Regions from separate parts of the Mus musculus genome. Here region 1 is linked to region 2. Evidence: chromatin contacts called from public HiChIP or PLAC-seq data. All regions are on one chromosome and are shown on one strand. Each heading gives the region's core, a stretch centred on a gene start, on an enhancer-like site or on the middle of the called end of the contact. The rest is flanking DNA. Distances are from core to core; before and after follow the strand shown. Region 1 has its middle 130 kb from the start of Gm32558. Region 2 overlaps Pdgfra (platelet derived growth factor receptor, alpha polypeptide).

Region 1 (5,221 bases), core at 1,033-3,532, 600 kb after region 2:
CATTGAGATTTGAGTTCAAATTCTGCTCCAGGGATTTTATGTTCAGATCCTTAATACTTCTCTTCCCTCCTTCTTGGGACAGTCATATTGTGTTGGGGGGGGGGTGTTAGGAGATGTTCTCATAAGATTAATTCCCTCTAACCCATTGTTCACACTATAAACAAGAGGATTCTGGGAATGCAGAGACCACACTAGCTATCACCCTACCCGCAGACCCTCTGTCTTACTACTGCCCCTTAGGAGAAAGTGCAGGCTGTTGTCCATGAGCCCTCTGTGCCCCACAGTCTTACCTGGCAACTTCTCAAGGCCGAGCCAATGTTGCTCACCTGCTGTGTTCAGTGTCTCACCTGGAGTTGACTCCTTAGGGATGCTGACTCCTTTCCTGGAATAGATCTTTCTCTTTTTAAATTTTGGAAAAATATTAATTATATGCCAAAGATTGGGTTATACTTCCACCTCCCATTCCTATGTGTTTGTATTTAGACATAAGTTCTTTAGAGGATAGCGAAGGTTAACTGAGACCACAGGGCAGAGTCAAGAGCTTGTACAATTAGTGTCCTTACCCCTTGTAAGAGGAAACATCACCATGTGCACCCTCAACATGAAAACAAATAAGTCATTGAACATACAATGAGCTAGTGTCCACCTATGAGACAAGAAACCATCCTTTGAGGGAAGCCTACTTTTGACTTATTGGCCTTGAACATCTATCCCCCAGAACTGTAAAACGTAATTTCTGTAGTTTGTGCCACCCAATCTATATGTTGTTTGAACTGCTGAAGCTAGCATACACACTATTAAAATAGAACGATAAGTAGAATAATAACAGTGTGTGTGTATTTTTTCCAAGCATTGTGGTAGCATTTTATATTCATAATATTTAGGATAACTTATTTTACAAATTAAATAACTGAGATGCTTAGAAGGGATGGCTCTCAGCAATGATGAACCTGTTGTTGGGAAAGGGCCAGGTATACACTGCTAATCCCTGCCCTTGGGAAGCAGAGAAAGGTGGGTGTCTGTGAATTTGAAGCCAATTGTTCTACACAGTGAGTTTCGGGAAATCAGAGCTACATAGTGAGAGTCTGTCTCAAAATATCAAAAACAAGAGAAACAGAGAGTGGGGGTAGACAGAGAGAGAGAGAGAGAGAGAGAGAGAGAGAGAGAGAGAGAGAGAAAGAGAGACTAAGCAAAGCAGATGAGTCACAGAGACTACTTCAAGGGCCACTGAGGAGTAAGCTGTTTCTTGTTTCTTTGGCTGTGTGTCTCGTTTTCTTCTTTGCTGTCTGACCCACTGCTTGCCCTAAAGGAGATTAAAATGCTAAGGTCCCATTTGGGACTAATGAAGAATCGGCTATGTTCCCTAGAGAGTTGCCATAGGTGCCTTGAATATGGAAAGGATTTTGTAGAGTGATTAGGTGTATTTCCTACAATGTAGATGAAAGGACGTTTGAGTCTTTAGCAGGAAAGTTCATAAAGCAGTTTTCATTTTTATTAAAGAAAAAAAAAAGGATTTTCTGAGCGTCCATGGATGGAATAGATTTTCTAAAGGTTTGGACCACTCTTTAGGAATGAGTTTAGAAGGAATTCAGAAATTAATTAAAAAGCAGACATGGAAACGACTCTGCAGCCATTGGAGGTTGAATTGATGACCTCTAAGGTTCTATTCTGCTCCAAGAATAAATAGCACTTGGTTTTCTTTTCACAAGCAATAGACTGTTTAAACAGTCTATCGACTGTCTACAGACCATGAACCTGTGATTGGTGCAATCACCGAAGTTGGCAAACCTCAAAGTTCTACCAGCCATCCCAGCCTGGGGAAGCTGTGGGTGCATTTTCTGGCACTGTTATAATGACTCTTCATTTTGTCCAATGACTGAACATAGGTACAACAGAGGCCCCGTGCTGGTTCTGAGTCACTGGACTTATGAGCCTCTCTTGGCTTTGTTCCTTGTTTTCCAAAGCCCCAGGAGGACAGTGAGCTACAACCAGGCTCAAGGAAGAAAACACACATCTCCAGTTTCTATCTTTAATGAGCAAAACCAACTGTATTCTTTCCTAAAAGGTAAAGCAAGTCGCTAGTGGAGGAGGAAGGGGATGGGTAGGCCTGCCCTCTCAGCTTTCCCTTCGCCAAGTTGGCAGCAGCGCGTTTATCCCTTTCCGAGACTGTTGTATTGTTTCGCTCTCATTGAATCACATAAAACATCAAGCCCTTGTCCTTTCAATACACAGCATAACACTGGGTGCTTTCTTTTCATTCTCCAGCAGAGCTCTCAATAAACTAATTCAACCGGTTTATAATCTGCTTCAAAACAGTAAGCATTTGCTGTGCCCCTTCCGTGCTGGGCACCCCAGGAACTTGTACACAAACGAATATTGACTTCTGCCTGGGAAAAGAACTTTACAGAATTCATGGGCTCAGCTCATACAATTAAAATTTAAGCTAGCTGAAGCAAAAGAGAAATTCATTGACTCACACACCCAAACTCTAGACGTGACAGCGAGGACATGAACGAAAGCCCCGGACACATTCCAGATTTTCTCCTCCTGTTTTATCTCCTCTTCCCTTTGTTCTAGCAGTTATCTTCTTGAGGATGATAACATAAAAAAACAGGAACTTCAAGTTTCATCTTCCTGACCCTTCTACCTAAGAGGAAATCCTCCTCCACGTAGGGGCAACCAGAAAGCTAATAGGAAAGAACTTCACTCCCTCAGTGTTGTCAGCTGCTAGAGGCAGAAGGAGGTCTGCTACAGAGATCAATCGTACAGTAAAGTAGGGAGTTTTGTAAGGGCTGAGAGACTGAGAAACAGCTTCCCCAAAAGAAGGAACATGGTGACAGTCCCTGAGTAAAGGCTGGCTACTCCACCTTAGTGGATTTGTTTTTATAAAGAAGGCAGACGAGAACCAGAAATAACAACACATTGTAAGCGTATGATTTAATGAACAGCACTCACATGCTTTCAAGCACTCGACTGAAGTTTATCAAGCCATGAGAGCAGAATTCCTTCTCTCTGGGATTTCAGGTGAAACTAGAACAAAGTGACTTTTCAATTGGAAAGGTCATAGAAAACTTGAGGGAAGGCGGGGACTAGGCTGAGACCAGGTGGTATTAGGCCTTGTACTCTAAGATGAGGAGGTTAAATTTGCCTCAGTGGGATGCAGAGGATGCAGAGTGGACCTCAGGAGCTATACCCAGAGTGAGAGCAGAATAGCACCCTCAGAATGAGACAGAAGGGACCTCTCTCTACCAATGTCCCCTTTACGAGACTCAGCTCTGAACCCTCTTAGACATGTTAATTTCCAATATGAGACACGCACAGGACGAATGTGGACCAAGGGCATGTTCCCTGCTATCTCTTGACCGGTGTCCATGTGTTCAGAAATCAAGCCCACTTTCCAGGTATAACGGCTATTCTTGGTGATCAACTTGACTACATCTGAAATTAACTAAACCGTAAGTTAAGCTATTGGGTGCACTTGTGAAGGAATGTTCTTAATTAAATTATTTGAATTGGGAAGACATACTTTTAATCCAGATCTTTTGAGGCAGGAAGTCCCGCATTTAAATTGGGTCTTTTGAAGTGGAAAGAGTCACCTTTAATCTGGGCAATGTCTCCTGCTGGCCGGCTACATAAATGACATGGAAGATGAAAGTGTTTGCTCTTTGCCTACTTGCTCTCACTTTCACTGGAAAAATCATTCCTTCACAAACATTAGAACCTGCTTTTCTAGATTCCAGTGTATACTGAAGACTACCTGAGACACCCAGCCTCATGGACTGAACAACTACTGTACTTTATGTTGGTAAACAGCATTGTTGAGTTAGCCTGTAAGCCACTCTAATAAATCTCCCATGTGTGCGTTATATGTATATGTCATGTACATGGTTCTATCTATCTATAAATATATAGTATATATACCTATACATACCATACACACACACACACACACACACACACACACACACACACACACATATATATATATATATATATATATATATATATAGTTTTATCATATATATGTGTGGGTATGTTCTTCTAAAGAACTCTGACTAACACACCAGGTTTCAACATCCTGTAGTCATCAAGAGGTCTGTTTTCTAGGTTCAAGAACTAGCTGTTTGAAGGAGCTTAGGAATGTAGGCTTTGATGCCCATGTGTAGACATGTCAAACCTTATCAATGGGTGATGTGATTGGTTGGGAAAACAAAGATTGAGCAATGGATTAGACGAACCATATCTAGACGAAAAACAAGACATTAAACTGTCTCTATTCACAAACAGTATTAACCTGACATAGAAAACCCCAAGAACTCACTAACAAAACAGAAAACCAACATCCTAGTAAATAAGTTAAAAAAATTGTATGATACAAAAATCCACTATACTTTCTACGCCGCTAACAACAATAATAAATGAAATTAAGAAACAAATTCTTTTTATAATAACATTGAAAAGAATGAAATATTTAAGAATAAATTTAGCAATGTAAATACAAAAGTGCTGTCTCACTGATCTGTGTTCCTTGTCCTTCAAAGCATGTTTCAAAATCTTGAACATCACAGAAATCAAGTTGACTCTAAAATTCATATGGAGTTGCTAGAGACAAGAATAAAAACAATCTCAAAAGAGGAGTAAAGATGAGAGACACTTCTTGATTCTAAACCCTTTTACAAACTAGTGGTAGTTAAGACAGGGTGGTGCTAGAGAGTGGACCAATGGAATGGAATTGCAAGCCAAAAGAAAAAAATCATATACCTATCATCAACAGGTTAATGACAATGGGCCCAAAACCACTGACTGAAAAAGAGTAATGTTTTCAACAGATGACCCAGGAAGCAGGATAACTATATGTATAAACATGAAGTTGGATTCTTGCCTCATATAGAAAAAACAGAAGAAGAAGAAGAAGAAGAAGAAGAAGAAGAAGAAGAAGAAGAAGAAGAAGAAGAAGAAGAAGAAGAAGAAGAAGAAGAAACAAAAGAAGAAGAAAAAAACCCTTAGACGCAGTTCCTCTGGTGATGCACTCACAACTCAGATCTCCTTAGACGCAGTTCCTCTGGTGATGCATTCACAACACATATCACCTCTGACAGAAATCCCACACATCAAGCAACCTGTTCTACAAAAGTAGAAATCAGTTGAGTGCCCTGTGGTTAAATTCTGTTCTCACACTAATGGCTCTCTGCAGAAATCTTGGAGGCCTCCATCCCTGTGA
Region 2 (5,448 bases), core at 1,229-3,728:
AAATGGAGATCTTTATATTTCAATAAATGATTTATTATATATGACTTAACGTTATGAAGGTCTACCACTTCTTTCGCTTTGTTTTTTAGTTTGGTCAGAATTCCACCCAACCCTCTCTCTAATGTTCATCCTGTTGTTAGTTTGAGGCAGGATCTTGTTGTATAGCTCTGGTTGGCATTGGGCTTTCTGATTCTCCTGCTTCAGCCTCCAAAGTACTGGTATCATAGACATCTAGCACAATGGCCATCTTTTCCTCCTCCTCCCCCTCCTCCCCCTCCTCCCCCTCCTCGTCGTCCTCCTCCTCCTCCTCTCCTTCTTTTCTGAATAGACTCACTAGTTAGTAAAGCAGTTTTCGGCTTACAGGACATTTGAGTGGAAACTGGAGATCTCCCATATCCCAGTTGGCATCACACACGAGTAGCTTCCCCGTCTCTATGGTAACCTATCAGCATGTACACTGATGAGCCTGCATCCCTGCGCCATCACCTGTGCTGTGCTTGAGCATCCTCTGTTACGTGCAGGCAGGTTTATGTGCTTCACATTCGACAGCCTCCTGGTATCTCATCAGATAAATTAGTGCAATTAATTAATGCAGATTATTCTCTTAATAATTGGAAAATAGGCCCCCTGTTTCAGAATAACTCCCAATTTCAGATAGCCAAATGACCTCAGAGTGAGACCGCCTACAGATCCAGGCCTGTATCCTTCAGCACAAGGCTGTTCATTGAGTATTGGCTCCACCTTGGTTCAGCCCAGGAAGGAGCTGGATTCCTGGGAATAATAACATGTCTGTCTGAACAGCAGCTACACAGTTCCGTCCTCTAACAGACAGTCCTGTCTAATTTATCTGCTCTAGTGTTTTCGTTTTTTTTTTTAATTAGGGGATTAAAAACTTCTAAAATGTACCATTTACACTTCTTTTGAGTCTTGCAATAAGCTTTTAAATATTCCTACCAAGGCAGGGAAGACATCTCATAGGTGTAGAAACGAAGGACCCCAAGACTAATGTAACGATAGCACTAGGATTAGCAATTCCAAATATATGAATTCCACTATTATTTGCATGATGAGCCAGAAAGAAAGCAAGAGATACTGAGAATATCAGCATGCAGAAGTAGCTTGCCTGGATCCTTTGATTTTTCAAAGACAAGTGATGGACAAGTTCAGCCTGGAGAAACTACTCTATGTGTTTGTAATCAGAGCCTTTCTTTTTCAGGCTGAAATACACCAGGTCTAATAATGGCCATTGTGATTTTAATAGTGGCGTGCTTCATGAAAAGCAACTCAGGAAAATGGCCTACCCTATGAGAATCCATCATAAGCCTGGCAATTTCCCTCAGGATAACAGCAACAGAAATGTTTCATTATCTTCAACTCCAAATACACATAAAGGCTAAATCCAACAGCATATAATGGTAGCAGTGTTTATAATAGAGACAATTGTTTCATCTCATAGGAAAATGTGTGTGAAAGTATATGTGTGTTCTTAATTAGCTGTCTATAGCATCCTGTCCCACCTGGAGACATGAGTAGCACCCACGTCCTAAAGTATAATGGCGATAACTTCCCAACTAAGTTCATATGCCAGTAATGGTCCATCATTCATACAAAGAGGAGGGAGACGTTGAGGACAGATGAGGGGAACATATTTGCTTCCCCTGCCCCAATTCTGGTTTATAGGCTAATTGGAATTTTTAAAAGCTTTGCCACATTAGCCCGGCAGATGGCATTTTGCTTCATCATTGTTCATGGGTATTAATGACTTCCCCCTGGAGCTTGTGCATCCTGTCTGTTTTGAATTTCATCACATTTCACACGAACTGCTCCAAACAGAATCAGAACCAGGCTTTTCTCTGCAGAGACTGGGCTGGAGATTGGTTTGGTCTATGTAAGTTGGAAGCCTGATCAGGATGAAGCTGAAATAAAAGGAGGCTTTTGTGGGCCTGGGCTTGGCTCTTCTGTCGTCTCACGCATGTTTTGTTTAGCTGGCTCTCCCAACGGGCTCCCGGTTGAATCAGGTGTATACAGAGCCACTTCCAGAGTGAATGCATCCTCATGAGTCTGGGATGATCACACCTCTTTTCTTCCTCCCTCAAAAGGCTGTGTTTGGTTTTCCCATGAGAGCACGGTGCTAGGCCAGCCACAGGAAGCCATTTTTAAAATTAATTCTCTCCAAGAATATTTATTATAGAACAGACTCCTCTTTGTGTAGTTGATCTCTAAAATGTGTAGGCCTAAATGAGGAAGCTTGCAGACTTTTTTCCAACCAGCTCATGATCCAAGGGGACCATTACATCACATAGAACAGCAGGATAGAACATCGCGGTTGGAGACCACACGCCTTGCTTGGAGTAATGAGAAGTGTAAGGTAGTGTAAGAACCCAGAGTGCTGCTCGCTGAGTGCTGTTCACTGAGTGCTGCTCGCTGAGTGCTGCTCGCTGAGTGCTGCTCGCTGAGTGCTGCTAGCTGAGTGCTGTTCACTGAGTGCACCCGATGAAGCTGAAGCTTTTCCGCATGTGGGGAATACACATAGGCAAGGGGCCGAGGGCTGGGAGCTGGCAGCTTTGTCTATTTCAGATGCTATCTTTGTTCTAGTTCCGGACAGTTCCAAGGCATCTGCATATCTCTTTCCACACTTATCCCTCCAGGTTTCAACTGTACTGAGCAGGGCATTGGTTTAGGCCCTGGGATTCAGCAATTATTACAGACGATAAAACCGCTGCATTGTGTCTATAGTGCCTCCCCCACAGCACAGGACAGCACTGTTAGAGTTACAAAGGCAGTGTCTCTCTCTGGGGGCAGAGGCTGTCAGGCTTGCTTGCAGCTTATTGTAGAGTCTAGAATTTCTCTTGTAAAAAAGGGATTTTTACGCTAGTGTGTGTGTGGTATGGTGTGTTTGGTGTGTGTGTGTGGTATGGTGTGTGTGTGTGTGTGTGTTGTGGTGTGTGTACATGTGTAGGTATGTGTAAGTGAGTATACTATGTACCTGCAGAGGTCAGAAGTCTTGGATCCACTGATGCTGAGGTTAGAGGCCATTGTGAGCTGCTGAGTGTGACTGGAGCTGAAGTCAAAGGTCATTTTGAGCCACTCAATTGAGTGTGGATGGAAATTGAACTTGGGTCCTCTGCAAGAGCAGAATACACTCTTAACTAATGAGCCATCTCTTTTGCCAAGACCTGTGTGTTACTGAGGATTCTCTAGAGTCACAGAACTTATGGAATGTCTCTCTCTATAAAAGGAATTTCTTGTAATGACTTACAATCTTTAGTCCAACTAACACAACAATGGGCAGCTGTGAATGGGAAGTTCAAGAATCTAGTAGTTGCTCAGTCCCCCAAGGTTAGGTGTTTCAGCTGGTCTTATGTGTAAGCTGGAATCCTGACGAAGTAGGTTCCAACAGATGTGCTGGCAAGTAAGTGCAAGAGGATGAAGAAGAGTGAGTCCATATATAGGCCTCCAGTATAAGATGTGGCCCAGATTAAAGGTGAGTACCACTATTCCTGGATTTGGAAATTGCTTTGTCCCAGGCTGGCTTTGAACTCAGAAATCTGCTTACTTTAGTCTCCTGGGATTAAAGGCATGTACCTTACCTGGGCCTAAGCTTTTTAATGGCCACTATGCCTCAAGATCTCCATGTTCAGATCTAGGTCAGAAGTCCATGTCTTCCAGCCTTAAGATATGTTCTCCATTTCTGGATGGTCGTTCATTCCAGATGTAGTCAGAGTGACAACCTGGAATAGCCATCACACCTGAATTACTTTTTTTATTTGTTTTTGTTTTGTCTTTTTTTTTTTTCTAAGAGAGAGTTTACTCTGTGTATCTTTGGCTATCCTGCAAATTAATTGGCAGACCAGGCTGGTCTCAAACTCACAGACATTTGCCTGCTTCTGTCTCCCAGTGCTGAGATTAAAGGTGTGCATCACCATGCTGGGCTTGGATTTCTTAATGCCGTCAGTCCTCAGTAGACATGGAGATCAGCACCAGGCTCCCATACAAACGTAAAACTCCCCAGTGCCTCATGTAAGGCAAAGCAATATCTGCACATAACCTATGCACGATTATTTGTACACTCCAGAGCATATCTAGTGTAGGTACGGTACTCATTGCAATGTAAGCCCTGTGTAAATAGCGGTTGGACATTATCATTAGAGAATGATAACAACACAGAAGTCTATGCATGCTTTAGTGCAATGCAACTTACCCAGAGCAAGAGTGACCATGCTCAACCAGTCCTGAAGAGACAGGGGGAGGAGGCACATCTATAAAGGGGCAGAAGGCTACTGAGGTTAGATCTGTGTGCATGGAAAGCCCATAGATCCAGAGGGCAGACCATATGCTGTAATTATTAATACATCTACATATATTTGGTTAGTTTACTTACAAATATTTTTTTTTTTTTTTAATTTTGTGTTTGAGCCAGGGTCTCACTATGTTGCCAGGGTTGACCTGGAACTCACTAAGTGTCTCAGCCGCTCAAGTGCTGTGACCACAGCTATACAGTCACCTTGGGCTAATGATATTTGAATGTGTGTGTATGTGTGTGTGTGTGTTTTAATTTGTACTTGTTTCTACTTTATAGAAATGTAATTGACCTTATATTCTGACACCTTGTACCCTAGTGTGCAAATCCTTTAAAATCTCTATTCTGCATCTAGATTAAAACCTGGCATTTGTTTTCCTGGATCTGTTTTACGTTGCATAGCATAATGACTTCCAGTTGCACCCATTTCGACCCAGATGTCATATTTGCACTGTTTTCATGGCTGCATAAAAATTCTGTTGTTTGCATGCACACATCCTCTCTGTTGACGGATGTCTAGGTTGGTTCATTTCCTGGCTTTTGTAAATAGTCCCACAGCACCTTGCGCATGTCTTATATTGTTGTTGTTTGAGACAGGGTTTCTCTGTGTAGTTCTGGCTGTCCTGGAACTTACTCTGTAGACCAGGATAGCCTGCAACTCACAGAGATCTACCTGCCTCTGCCTCTTAAGTTTTGGGATCAAAGGCATGCACCACCATGCCCAGCCTTGCCCCGCTTTTACAATTACATTTCATGTATTTATTTGGTGTCTTTCTGTCTGTCTCTCTGTGTGCCTGCAGAGGTCACAAGGTCACAGGATGCCTAGACATCTGTTCTCTCCTCTCACTCTGTGGGTCCTGGGATTGCACTCAGGTTGCCATCTGGCTTGGCAGGTGACCCACTGAGATGTCCATCATGCTATTCTCAAACTCACAGCAATCCTCCTGCCTCAGCCTACTATGTGCTGGGACTATGGGCTTGTGCCACTACACTTGGCTTAAATATTTGACCTAATTCTCCATTGAAGCTACTTGAGCTTAGAAAGATTATACACTGGTAAGGCATAAAATACATATTGAGATATTCAAGCTATTTGCTCTTGAAGAAGATTAAGTAATTTACATTTTCTTTAAAAATGTCATTGTCTT

What was found. HiChIP or PLAC-seq counts read pairs in DNA pulled down with a chosen protein or histone mark.
Region 1: a contact with region 2 is called in an H3K27ac HiChIP or PLAC-seq map of VIP interneurons, with 8 times the contacts expected there. The contact joins two enhancer-like sites. A contact is called at or near these places in 3 of 115 datasets of contacts at active chromatin or transcription factors (VIP interneurons, acute myeloid leukemia and embryonic basal ganglia) and 1 of 9 other capture datasets (embryonic stem cells).

What each region holds. Positions count from the first base shown.
Region 1 is chr5:75,798,014-75,803,234 of GRCm38.p6, forward strand. No RefSeq gene overlaps it. Among named protein-coding and RNA genes, the nearest start is that of Gm32558, 130 kb to the left of the region's middle. Within about 2 kb of position 2,283, at least 24 of the 459 cell types and tissues checked have an H3K27ac peak or open chromatin away from gene starts, as enhancers often do. A contact at or near this core is called in VIP interneurons, where this site is marked.
Region 2 is chr5:75,198,158-75,203,605 of GRCm38.p6, forward strand. Pdgfra (platelet derived growth factor receptor, alpha polypeptide) reads left to right here. Exons shown (of 23, transcript NM_011058.3): 23 at 1-49. Among named protein-coding and RNA genes, the nearest start is that of Mir7025, 24 kb to the left of the region's middle. Within about 2 kb of position 2,479, at least 8 of the 459 cell types and tissues checked have an H3K27ac peak or open chromatin away from gene starts, as enhancers often do. A contact at or near this core is called in VIP interneurons, where this site is marked.